Regions from separate parts of the Sus scrofa genome. Here region 1 is linked to region 2. The links are chromatin contacts, called in public HiChIP or PLAC-seq maps. All regions are on one chromosome and are shown on one strand. The core of a region is the stretch at or near the end of the contact, and the rest is flanking DNA. Distances in the headings are between cores, read along the strand shown.

Evidence for each region. HiChIP or PLAC-seq counts read pairs in DNA pulled down with a chosen protein or histone mark.
Region 1: an H3K27ac HiChIP or PLAC-seq map of skeletal muscle shows a contact between it and region 2. The contact joins the enhancer-like site here to the promoter of ZFAND5 in region 2. A contact is called at or near these places in 4 of 47 Hi-C or Micro-C datasets (blood, embryonic fibroblasts, fibroblasts and 1 more) and 2 of 2 datasets of contacts at active chromatin or transcription factors (alveolar macrophages and skeletal muscle).

Annotation. Positions count from the first base shown.
Region 1 is chr1:225,875,706-225,880,839 of Sscrofa11.1, forward strand. All of the region lies in intron 2 of TMC1 (transmembrane channel-like protein 1), which reads left to right. Among named protein-coding and RNA genes, the nearest start is that of TMC1, 160 kb to the left of the region's middle. Within about 2 kb of position 3,411, at least 4 of the 83 cell types and tissues checked have an H3K27ac peak or open chromatin away from gene starts, as enhancers often do. A contact at or near this core is called in skeletal muscle, where this site is marked.
Region 2 is chr1:225,707,102-225,712,790 of Sscrofa11.1, forward strand. It overlaps ZFAND5 (zinc finger AN1-type containing 5), which reads right to left and starts at 2,090. Exons shown (of 5, transcript NM_001097506.1): 1 at 1,930-2,090; 2 at 1,370-1,481; 3 at 646-749. The coding sequence starts at 2,080.

The sequences.
Region 1 (5,134 bases), core at 2,161-4,660, 170 kb after region 2:
AGTCCCAGTCAGACCAGATTGAGCTGATGATCCAGTTTCAAAGAATATTTCCTTTTACAAGAGGCATTTCATATCACCCTTTTCTCCAATAATATGGAATCAGTTTTGAAACTCAATTGGAAATCTTACCCATCCAAAGGGAAGTTATAAAAGGCTACCTGCTAACCAGAGGAAGACCAGACTGATATAGGGTGCCAAATTAATTTAAAGTGGATAATGGATTATTTCCTTATCACTTTTTACATCTGTACTGGCTTTGCAATAGGGGTTATGAGAAATATGATGCATGCCAAAGGTGAAACTTTAGAGGTCAACTACTGCAAGAAATATTCTCTGCTCACTTTTCCTATAGTCCCCATGTGCTCTCATATCTCCCTGGGTGTGTGTTGAGTGACCCTGTGTTAGTCAGGGTTTTCCAGAGAAAAGGAAGCAATAGGAGATATATATATATATATGTATATATATAGGGAGAGAGAGATTATATATATAGGGAGAGAGAGAGATTATATATATAGGGAGATTTATTATAAGAATTAGCTCATGCAATTAAGAGAGAGAGAGATTATATATATAGGGAGATTTATTATAAGAATTAGCTCATGCAATTAAGAGACCAAGAGGTCCCACGATCTGATTTCTACAAGGTGGAATACCAGGAAAACCATGGTTTAATTCAGTGTCTGAAAGCCTGAAAACCAGGGGAGTCTTGTTTAAGGGCAGAAGATGGATATGCCCAGCTCAATCAAAGAGAGCAGTTATGTCCTTCTTCCACTTTTTTTGTTCCGTTGAGGCCCTCAACAGATTGGATGATGCCCACTTGTATTGGTAAAAGCAGTCTTCTTTGCATAGTCTACTGATTCAAGTGCTAATCTGATCTGGAAACATCCTTCCAGAACACCCAGAAATAATGTCTTACCAGATTTCTTGGCATCTCTTAGTCCAGTCAAGTTGACATTAAAATTTAACCATCATACTGTATTCACTCCCATTGTTGGAATTACTCACTCATTGTAACTGTTTACTTATCTGTCTCCATCACAAAGCTCAGCCTCCTAAAAAGGCAAGGCCAGTGCTGTCTGTTCATTCCTCCAGACATAGAACCATGCCCCCATGTACTTATGGGATGGTTTTAGAGGCTGAGACAATTCAGGCTGCTAACAGTCATGAGAGTCCTGTACTTCTTTTGGCCAGGCTTTCTCTCCCATTGCCCACCCTGATCTCCATTTTACCTCCATCTCTCTGTTTAAAAGGAGATGAATAATATTATACTTGTACAGTGGGTTTACATGTATTGTCTTATTTGCATTATCATTCTGCAGTAGTAGATGAGGTTAGAAATGAAATACCATGTTCTTAAATTTGTGAATCTCTGGAACAGGAATTGAGAACAATGACAATATCCTGAGTTTCCCAGAAGGTAACAACCATGGGGATTTTGTGGACATCTGAGAGAAGCACATGCACAGATGGTTTGCCTTTTATTGGCCCATTTTTCCCAGAAGGCAACACTAACTGAAACAAAGGAAGCTTATACCAGGAGGATATGGGGTCATAGCAGCCTTCAGGGTGGCCCTGGGTCCTTTCTCTGATGTCTGTCTCTCTCCCTCTGGTCTGTTCTGTATTGCTCATCTTATCTTGTAACTTCACAGTCCAGGACTTGTGACATTTTTCTTCTCTAGACTGGAAATGACAGAGCTGTCAAGCATTAGTTTCTGATTGGTATCTCTGAGTCAGGTCAGAGGGCTGTGGTTATTAAAACTGTGCAAAAAAAGTGTATACATGTATGTGTAACTGGTTCACCATGCTGCACAGTAGAAAAAAACTTGTATTGGGGAAATAACAGTTAAAAAAAAAAAAACTGCTCACATGTATCTTCTGAACAGCTAAATAAGTGTCCAGAAATAGAAGAAGAACTTGTTAGGGAAAGGTACCTAGGCGAATGTTTTCAGAGGTAAAGGTGGTGGAAGGCGGGTTTCCTTTGTACCTAAAGAAATAGCACCATTTGGGTAGGAGCCCTGTGGCAGATTCTCCATTAAGATGTCAAAGTCAGAGTTCCTGTCATGGCTCAGGGGTAACGAACCCTACTAGTATCCCTGAGGACACAGTTTGATTCCTGGCCCTGCTCAGTGGGTTAAGGATCTAGCCCTACTGTGAGCTGCAGTGTAGGTTGTAGATGTAGCTCAGATCCCAGTCAATGTCAACTGTATGAAATCACTTCCAGAAAGCAAATCATGAAAAAGTCCAACTTCATAGAGCTAGAACTATGATCATGGTAAGCTCTGACACCTGTAGTACAGTTGGCCAAGAGGGAAAAAATATACTTGAACTCTGAGGATACCCATAAATATTTTGGATAATCTCAGCTTGTATTACAGATGTGTCTTCTCCTATATTCCTCTCCCTTCACTTTCTCTTTCCTCTCTGATCTCTTTCTCTAGACCCTCTTATTTCTGTTCTTTCCCTTCCCTCCTTTACCTTCTCTGATCTTTCCTTCCTCTTCACCTTCAAATGCTCAGTGCCCCTTTGCATCAGTAAATGTGTACCAGACTTGTGCTATTGCCAATTCCCATGCTAAGAGCTGTGGTGTCAGGTGAATCAGTTGTATTTCCTACTCAGTACCAAGGAGTGATTTGATGGGCTTTGCCCAGCCCCTCCTGCAGCCCCAGTTTGTATTTCCTGGAACACTCTCCACTCAACTGCCTTGACTTTCTTATTCTATAATATGGGCAACTGGAATTGTTCTCAATCTTATCAAAAAGTATCCTCGAAAAAAAGTTTTTTTAAAAAATTGATTTATAGCTTACAATCTAAGGGTAAATAATGAGTTTATTATGCAACCATTGTTTTAGGTCAAGTCCCCAAGGTACAGCCTCCAACAATTCCTTTTTCAATAATATCTCTGCCTCTTGTCTTTCCTCTTAGATATCCTGGAGCTGTGATTGCTCCTGCCCTGTGGTGGCTCACCATCTAGGGGAGCAACATTTAGATTAATTGCTTTAAAATTCCTTAATCACTCTGAGAGTTGATATTACTAGCTGGCGCAACTGATTTGGAAATGTCCAGTTTAGTAGACTGTTGTACTTGGGGATGGGCAAAGCAAAGGGACAGAGCCAACAATTCTCAGGATACTCACTCTTAATTGCATAACAGGGAGAGGCATCAATTAACACAGGTACTGGCTGGAACACCTCATAATGCCTCCATTTCTAGTCAGATCAAAAACAGTTCACCCTGTAAATAAATAATAGGTTGGTTTCTGTTGCAGCCTGATTGAGATCAGCTAACCTTTAGGCAAAGAGCATAACTCTTCCTTGCTAAAGCTTTGGGCAAACTCTTTTCAGCTTTATGCAAGGGATTAGGTTAACTCTTGCAAAACTGGTTCACCAGGAACAATGACTAGGTGAATTTTTTTAGTATCTGACGTATTATGTCTGAGCAGCTATAAATAAATTTATAAGCTGGAGTTTCAAGGGCAGGGAGTATTAGCTTGCTGAAAAACAAGCCAACTGAATTATGGGCCTTTACCCAGCCAACATGCTGTGTTTTCATCTTTCCTTCTTGCAATTTTATTTTCTTTATCAAGAACTTTGACTGTCATTTTTTTTTCTTTTTTTTTTTTTTTTGGCTTTTGCCTTTTTAGGTCTACACCTGCAGCATATGGAGGTTCCCAGGCTAGGGGTCTAATCGAAGCTGTTGCTGCTGGCCTACACCAGAGCCACAGCAACGCCAGATCCAAGCCACATCTGCTACCTACACCAAAGCTCATGGCAACACTGGATCCTTAACCAAATGAGTGAGGCCAGGGATCGAACCCACAACCGCATGGTTCCTAGTCGGATTTGTTTCCCCTGTGCCACGATGAGAACTCCTCATTTTTTCCTTTAACAGTAATTTCTCTCTACCCTCTTCCTGTTGTGAATGTATGTGTGTGTGTGTGTGTGTGTGTGTGTGTGTGAGAGTGCGTATGTGAGTGCATGTGTGTTGTATGTGTATATATATCTCTACAGGGGATTAGAGAATCCTAGGTAGGTGTTATTAAATGTATATTTGCTTATTAATCTTTCCAGTAACAAAAGGCAGCCATCAAACAAGCAATACTCTTATCTGTCCTTTGCAGGCAGTGAATCTGAAAGCCCAGAGAAGTTTTCTCTCAAACAGAAAGTGTTTTGGAGTCTGAACAACTTTGCATTTAGACAGTGCAGCATTCAGTTCCAGATCTTGGCAGTGGGGCCAGCAGAGGGTGTGGCAATTACAGACTCTGCCACAGGGCAGAGTTTCCTATGGTGTGTTCTCAGGAGTTACTGACAGGAGGGATGCTACAAATGAATTTATTGAAATAAGGATTTCCAAGGAGGGAACTTTCTTGAAGTATTAAATGTGCTAATATGCTTTGTGCATAGTCAGGATGAGTTATAATATGTGTCATTTTCCATATTTATCATCGAAACTGCATCACCCACAGTCTTTCTCTAAGCCTAGCATTCTGAGAAATACAATTTAGTGGTGCCTGAAGGCCTAGGGAAGGAATGGAATGAATGAGGCATCCCCGAGTACAAAACTAATCCATCATAATTCCTGTTGGTCAGTGGATAATTTTCCACTTTCCACCACTGAAATCGATCTGAGGAGAGTAGCGCAAACTGAGGACTCCTGTTTGAGGGTCCAGGGCTTCTGAAATTTTCCCTGTTCCTTTATACCTTGTTCTACCATGTTCACTTGAAAAATCAACATTAATCCATTTGATTACAGAGCTGAACCTTTCTCCAGAGTAAGTGGTTTTAACCAGGTGTATGTTTAGGCATTATTTATTATCTGTTCATTTACCTTTTTTTAAAGTTCAAGTCAAATCCTGGTAACTGAAGCACATGCTCAAATTGATCCTTTTACCACTCCCCTTTCTTCTCTGCAAGTTGCTTTCTCCAGTTTCTATTAACTCATCACTGCCCTTGAATTTATAGCTTTGTCTTCCCAGTTCCCTGTGTCACCAGCTTGGTCTCTGCTGTCCAGGACTCTGCCTTGGAAATCTTACACTTACTTTTCTATATGTTCTGGAGCTCAACTCTGGCTGGCCTCCCAGAATCACCCAGTCTGCATGCCAATCCTGCTGACTCCACACAGGCTTTTGACTCAGTAA
Region 2 (5,689 bases), core at 840-3,339:
AGTTAATTCAAACAAGTCAAACTTCTGGCAATATTAGAGCACTTTCTGCTAGAATGGTTTTGGAGAGTCATGCTATCCAAATTAAGCACAGACTCAGTCACTATCTAATGAAAACTAAAATGCCTTTCCACGCTGAGTTTTAAATTCCCACAGGGACCTAATATTTCTTTAGCTTCAAAGTTTCTTTTGTGTCCAGTATATTCTTTTGCTTGAGTAATTTCTATAATATTTACAATACCAGACTGAGTTAATGCTTTTGATTACTAAATTTTTCTTCACGGCTCTAGAATTTAATTTATATAATCTCTTCTGTTTATGAATACATTCAATGATTTAGATACCTTTAAAATATACTGGTAAACTATCTTTTAAGTTTATCAAATTCTTAACATGTCCAGTCTTCATATTATAAACTTGGCTGATTTGCACGTGTGGGAGTGGATTATGGGGAGGAGGGAGAGAAGATTTAAGAGCGACTACTATTTTACACTTCAAGGTACTTTCAAGATAATGGTTTGCTTGGCCTATATTTTATAACTCTCTCTCCTCTTTGGTCCTTCAATGGGAAGACAAGAATTTCCCCCCACCAACCCTTCCTTACAGTACCAAATCCAGAACTGAACTAGTATTAAATGAAAAGCATACCTGGCTCTGACACCTCTGTTTTCGGGGTAGTTATTTTGTCCTCTCTTGAAATGCTCATTTCGGTCATTTGCTGAGTTACAGGCAAGGCAGCCACAGGCACATTTCTATTTGAGTTCAAGCAAACATTTTTCAAGATGTTAAGGGTACTTCTTTGCGAGGTAATAAGTTGTCAGTTCAATTTAAATCATATATTATTTTCAATAGGATCAAATGGAGCTAAATAATCTAAAAAGGATACCCAGCGCAAATAGTTGAGACTAAGGAAAGCAATTTGATAAATGGCTCACAAAACAAGTCTGCATATTTGTATAGGTTATGATGTTCTATTACAGCCAACTAGAAATTTTTAGCTGTGCCTGTAGTTTGTTTAAGGGCAAAAGGGGCAGCTTTGCCAAAATGCTTTGTGTAGCACGACAATACAGTCTACCATACTCTCATTTTCTACAATCCCTATACCTGAATTACAAGCAAATAAAAGCACAGCATTCTCAACATAGTATCCTTAAAGTCGTTCTGGAATGTGTTATAATACATATCTTTACTCAATGACCTACAAGGTCATATTAAAGGACACTGGAATCCCCAATTATGCAACAGACGCAAAGCCAAGGACATCTAATGTATTAACATCCTTACAATTTATTAACATTCATAATTATGATGTTATAGTTATCTTTATTTCTTCCCTGTTTTATCACGAAAACCCTGAAACATTCAATCTTACCTTGATTTTTCAGATGTGCTGCCAGCAGCACCTTCACAGTTGTTTAAACTAGCATCTGCTCTTTGTACAGATGCAGAATCTGAGGTAGGACTGTTGGAGCCACTAGCTGTCCCTATTTAAAAAAAGGATTGTTAAGCAACAAAACAACACTATAAACACTATGAAAACTATTAATAAGTAACAAATACTTGCATTTAATCAGGTTAGCCACTTAAGCACTTTCACTGTATTGCAGAGCCCTACACTCAAATGACAGCCAAACAAATATATATGTGTATATATATGTAAAATGTCATATCCAGCGAACTTAAGAATAAAACAAAACATAAAAAAAAAGAAAAAAAAAAGAGAAAAAGCTACTAGAAGATGCTTGTAGACAGTCACTCATTCCTCATGTAGCCAGCCATGCCAAGTACTTGGGCTGTTGCTTTAAATTTCAAGCTTTTCTTGGGTCTTCTCTCCTGGGACTTTGAGCATTCTCAGTCTTAGTCCCCAATTCTTGGGTCTCTATTTTCTGTCCACCAATTCTTCAAATGGGTTATTCCTTGGAAACAACTTACCCATTGGACTCATTCTGCCACTATTCTGCTGTCTCTGAAGATGTTCTTTGTAGCAAACAGAACACATTCCATTTGTCCTAGGATTCCCATAAAAGCCACATCCTGTACTACACAGCATGGGCCCTGGGGTCTGGTTAGTCTCCTGAGCCATATTTTTCTGCTATAAACAAAACAAAAACAAAATTTTAGAAACTAGCATATAGTAAAACAATAAAATCATTAAATTAGTGAGTTGCCACTGTACCTTGTTATTCTTAAAAAATAAGCTAAATTTTGAATATTTTGTTGCACTTATGAAACAATGGACATGAACTGCAGATTGCTAATAATTTATTATGACTTTACATTCTTCAGAATAAAAGAAATTTCTCATTAAACATTACAATTAATTTTTTTATTTTACCTATCAGTGTTTTAATTTCTGAAAAGGTCACACTTCTGGATCAGAATTATGTTTAAATCAATTTGGGCAATTAGTATCTTTAAATCACTTTCTGCTCTAGTGCACTACAGGCATATCATTTCAAATAATGACAATTAATTAATGACTCATGGTATCTGTTAGTGGTTCTTTAAATTGGCTGTATATTGGAGGTAGCTCTAAAGACTTCTTAAATCTAACACCTAAAAGTTGGGTCCACTAGTAATTCAACAATTCTCTGATGCAGAGCATCTGTACTTTTAAAATGCTCCAACACCTTTACAGAAGACTGAAAAGAGCTGATAGATCATCTCTTTCTATTACTTTGGCACCAAAAAGTGAAGCTCTTTAACAAAGAATTTAGGTGTCAGCTGCTTAGGAAATTCCTTTCCTTCTTCCTTTGACATGTGAAATCTAGGTCTACGTATACTTTAAAATCAGTGTCTAGAAACCTGCAATGCACAAAATTATCAGCCATAGATTTACTGCTCAGCCAAGGGTTCTATTAAAACTTTTACAAGTGCTTGTCTTTCTTATACCAGAAAATAATGAATTCTTTTCAAACTTGCCAATTACAATAAAGCAAAATGAAGCAAAATAAATACACCACTTTAGTGATGGCTGGTATTTAATGTTAGGTTACCAGAAAGACCTTTACACAGCAAACAAACATACCCTTGCTTTTCCAGAAGCCTTGTTAAAATTAGCACAAATACAGTAATGTTTTGCTAAATTCAGTACAATTTTCCTGAGTTAACAGAACATAAACATTTAATAAACGAAAAAAAACTGGAGAGTTCCTGTGTCACCTTGAAATGTGTATGAATGTACAAAAAAACTTATTTCAGAGCATTTTTAATCAAAGGGAAGATATTGTGCTATTAACTTATGGTCCCTGTCATTTAAATGTACCTTAATGTTGACAATGAGGTCATTTTTAAGTTATGAACATTTCAGATAAGTGCACGGAAGTACTTCAAAAGCTAGAGCTTGCTATTTCCTAGAATCTCATGGCTTTTCCAACCACCACATACTAGGATACTCTCTTTACTTATGTTTTAATGAGTATTAACACTTCTTACTAAAATTATAAAAAAGGGAGAAGCAGACTAATCAAATTTAACCTGGCCAGAATCGTGACAATTATTCCCTAAAGCATTTAAACGGGACAGTCATCTTTCCTTTTGTCAGCAAAAAAGACACCTTGGTTCAAACTTGAAAATATTTCAAGCCAATCAAGCTTGTATGGAGTGACCGATATTTGCAACTTACTTCAGACAATAGTACTAATTTAGTTGATACTGTCTCTTTAAATAGCAAGTGGAATTTAGCTGACTCATTTTGGAGCAGGGTAGTATAAACATTTCAACATAACTTATGAAGTTTATTAATAAACACTTTCAACTAGGTTTAAGTACTAACATGTGCAAAAAAATGCTTCAAATAATAAATTGTGTATTTATTTGCATGCCCACCATGCAAAGTATGTGAATCTTTTTGCCTTACACAAAAAGTAGGATTATTCCTCGAAGCCAGTTTAATGCTAGCTAGCTCACTTTCTATACTAACTTCTAGATTCATCTTACAGAGGCTTTAGAAGTAAATTGACCTAAAGTCAACCAGTATTAATATTAGCTAACCTGATTCTTAAAATCTTATTTTTTTTTTATATAAATGGGGCTGGGGGAATCTTATTATTTCACATGCAAAATTACTTGTATCCTTCTTCAGAAAACACATCTACTTTCAATTCACTTATAAATAGCCTCCAAATTCTGAGACAGGAGACACCAAGACTTTAGTCTTCTACAAGGATTCCCATCCGTAATTTTTACCCCCCCTCAAAGCCAGCATTTAAATGCCATCACATGTGCACAGCTTGCCTTAATATTTCTCAGAAGCTTAGATCACATGGGGGGGAGCGCTTCAGCCTGTCACAAGGCTGCAATGTGACAGGCTGAGCTGGATGGAGGCTCTCACATAAAGCCTAGTCAACAGGGGCCTCTGAAATCAGCTTCTATTTATATCTCAGAGCCTGCTAACTCCTACACAACCCCCAAAACTAAGGATGCAGCATTCATATATCCAACGTAATATAGAAAACACACCAAAAGGATGTCATTAAGGTTGCTACAGTTTTTCTAACATAGGGAAGGGTAAAGAACAATGTCAAATTCAAGCCAGAAGATGCAACCATCATTAATCACTCATGAAGCTAAAATGGCCAGGGTTGTTTATAAAAAGCAAGGATAGCGAAGCCAGCATCAAGGCAAAAAGAATCCTGGTTGAAGGTATTTATTTTTTGAGGTGGGTTTGGGGGATGAAGCACTGTGTTTCCCAAACTTGGCAGCATTTTAGAATAATACATATACCATTATTATTTAATACCCTTTAAATTGTTAGAAACTTAAGCATTCATGTGTCAGCTCTATCAGGTATAGCTAAATTGTTAATTTTTATAGTTTTTATAGCTGAAATGCCTATTTTTACAACTTTGGTTACCTCTAATTCACACCTAAAAAACAAATCAAAAAGACTACGGCATATAGGGCATGTAACTGAAAATCTCCCAGCCGCCAATATGAATGTAAAAAATTTTACACTTCTGGTGCACAAAATGTTAAAAGACATTAGAAGTGCCCACCCACTTGGAGTCGAGACCAGGAGTTCTAGTCTCTAATCTACCTCTAAGTAAGCCAGTGACCTTGGGCGAGCCCTTACTTTCCAGATCTCAGTTCCCTCTTGCCAAATGGAGGTTAGTGTGATTTTTAAAAGGTTCCTTTTCAGGCTTAATATCGGGCCTGGGGGGTGGGGGGGAAGGAATAAAAAAATCTTTTGAGGACGACATTTTGTGGGAAAAACCTGAAAAAAAAATGCAATGTTTTCACCAATAAAGTTCTGAAATCCTACTTTTAAAAAGAAGTAAAATAAAATTCATTTAGTTTTTTTTTTTTTAAAGCCTGCAAATTACCTAAATGGCCAAGTTTAAGGACAGTGGCTCCGTGACCTATATACTCCTTTACCCTAATATGTCAGACCAGATTCTTCGGAGACGCTAAATCAATCAAGGTAATCCCAGCTTTTCCCCAAAACAGCTCCACAGTGCGTGTAAAGCGAGCAAAGAATTTCACGTTCACCAGCCTAAATGCATGAAACAAAGGAGTAGGTGCTCCACTTCCTTCATGAAAGAGATCTTGGTTGAGAAACGCAGCGACACCGGTAAAACTGAAACACCACGACAGAGAAGGCCCCCTCACCTAATGTTCGGCGATTTCAGAACAAGTTCGGGTCCCACTGGTCCTCCACCCATACCCCTATGACCCTCCAAGAGAAGGCCTC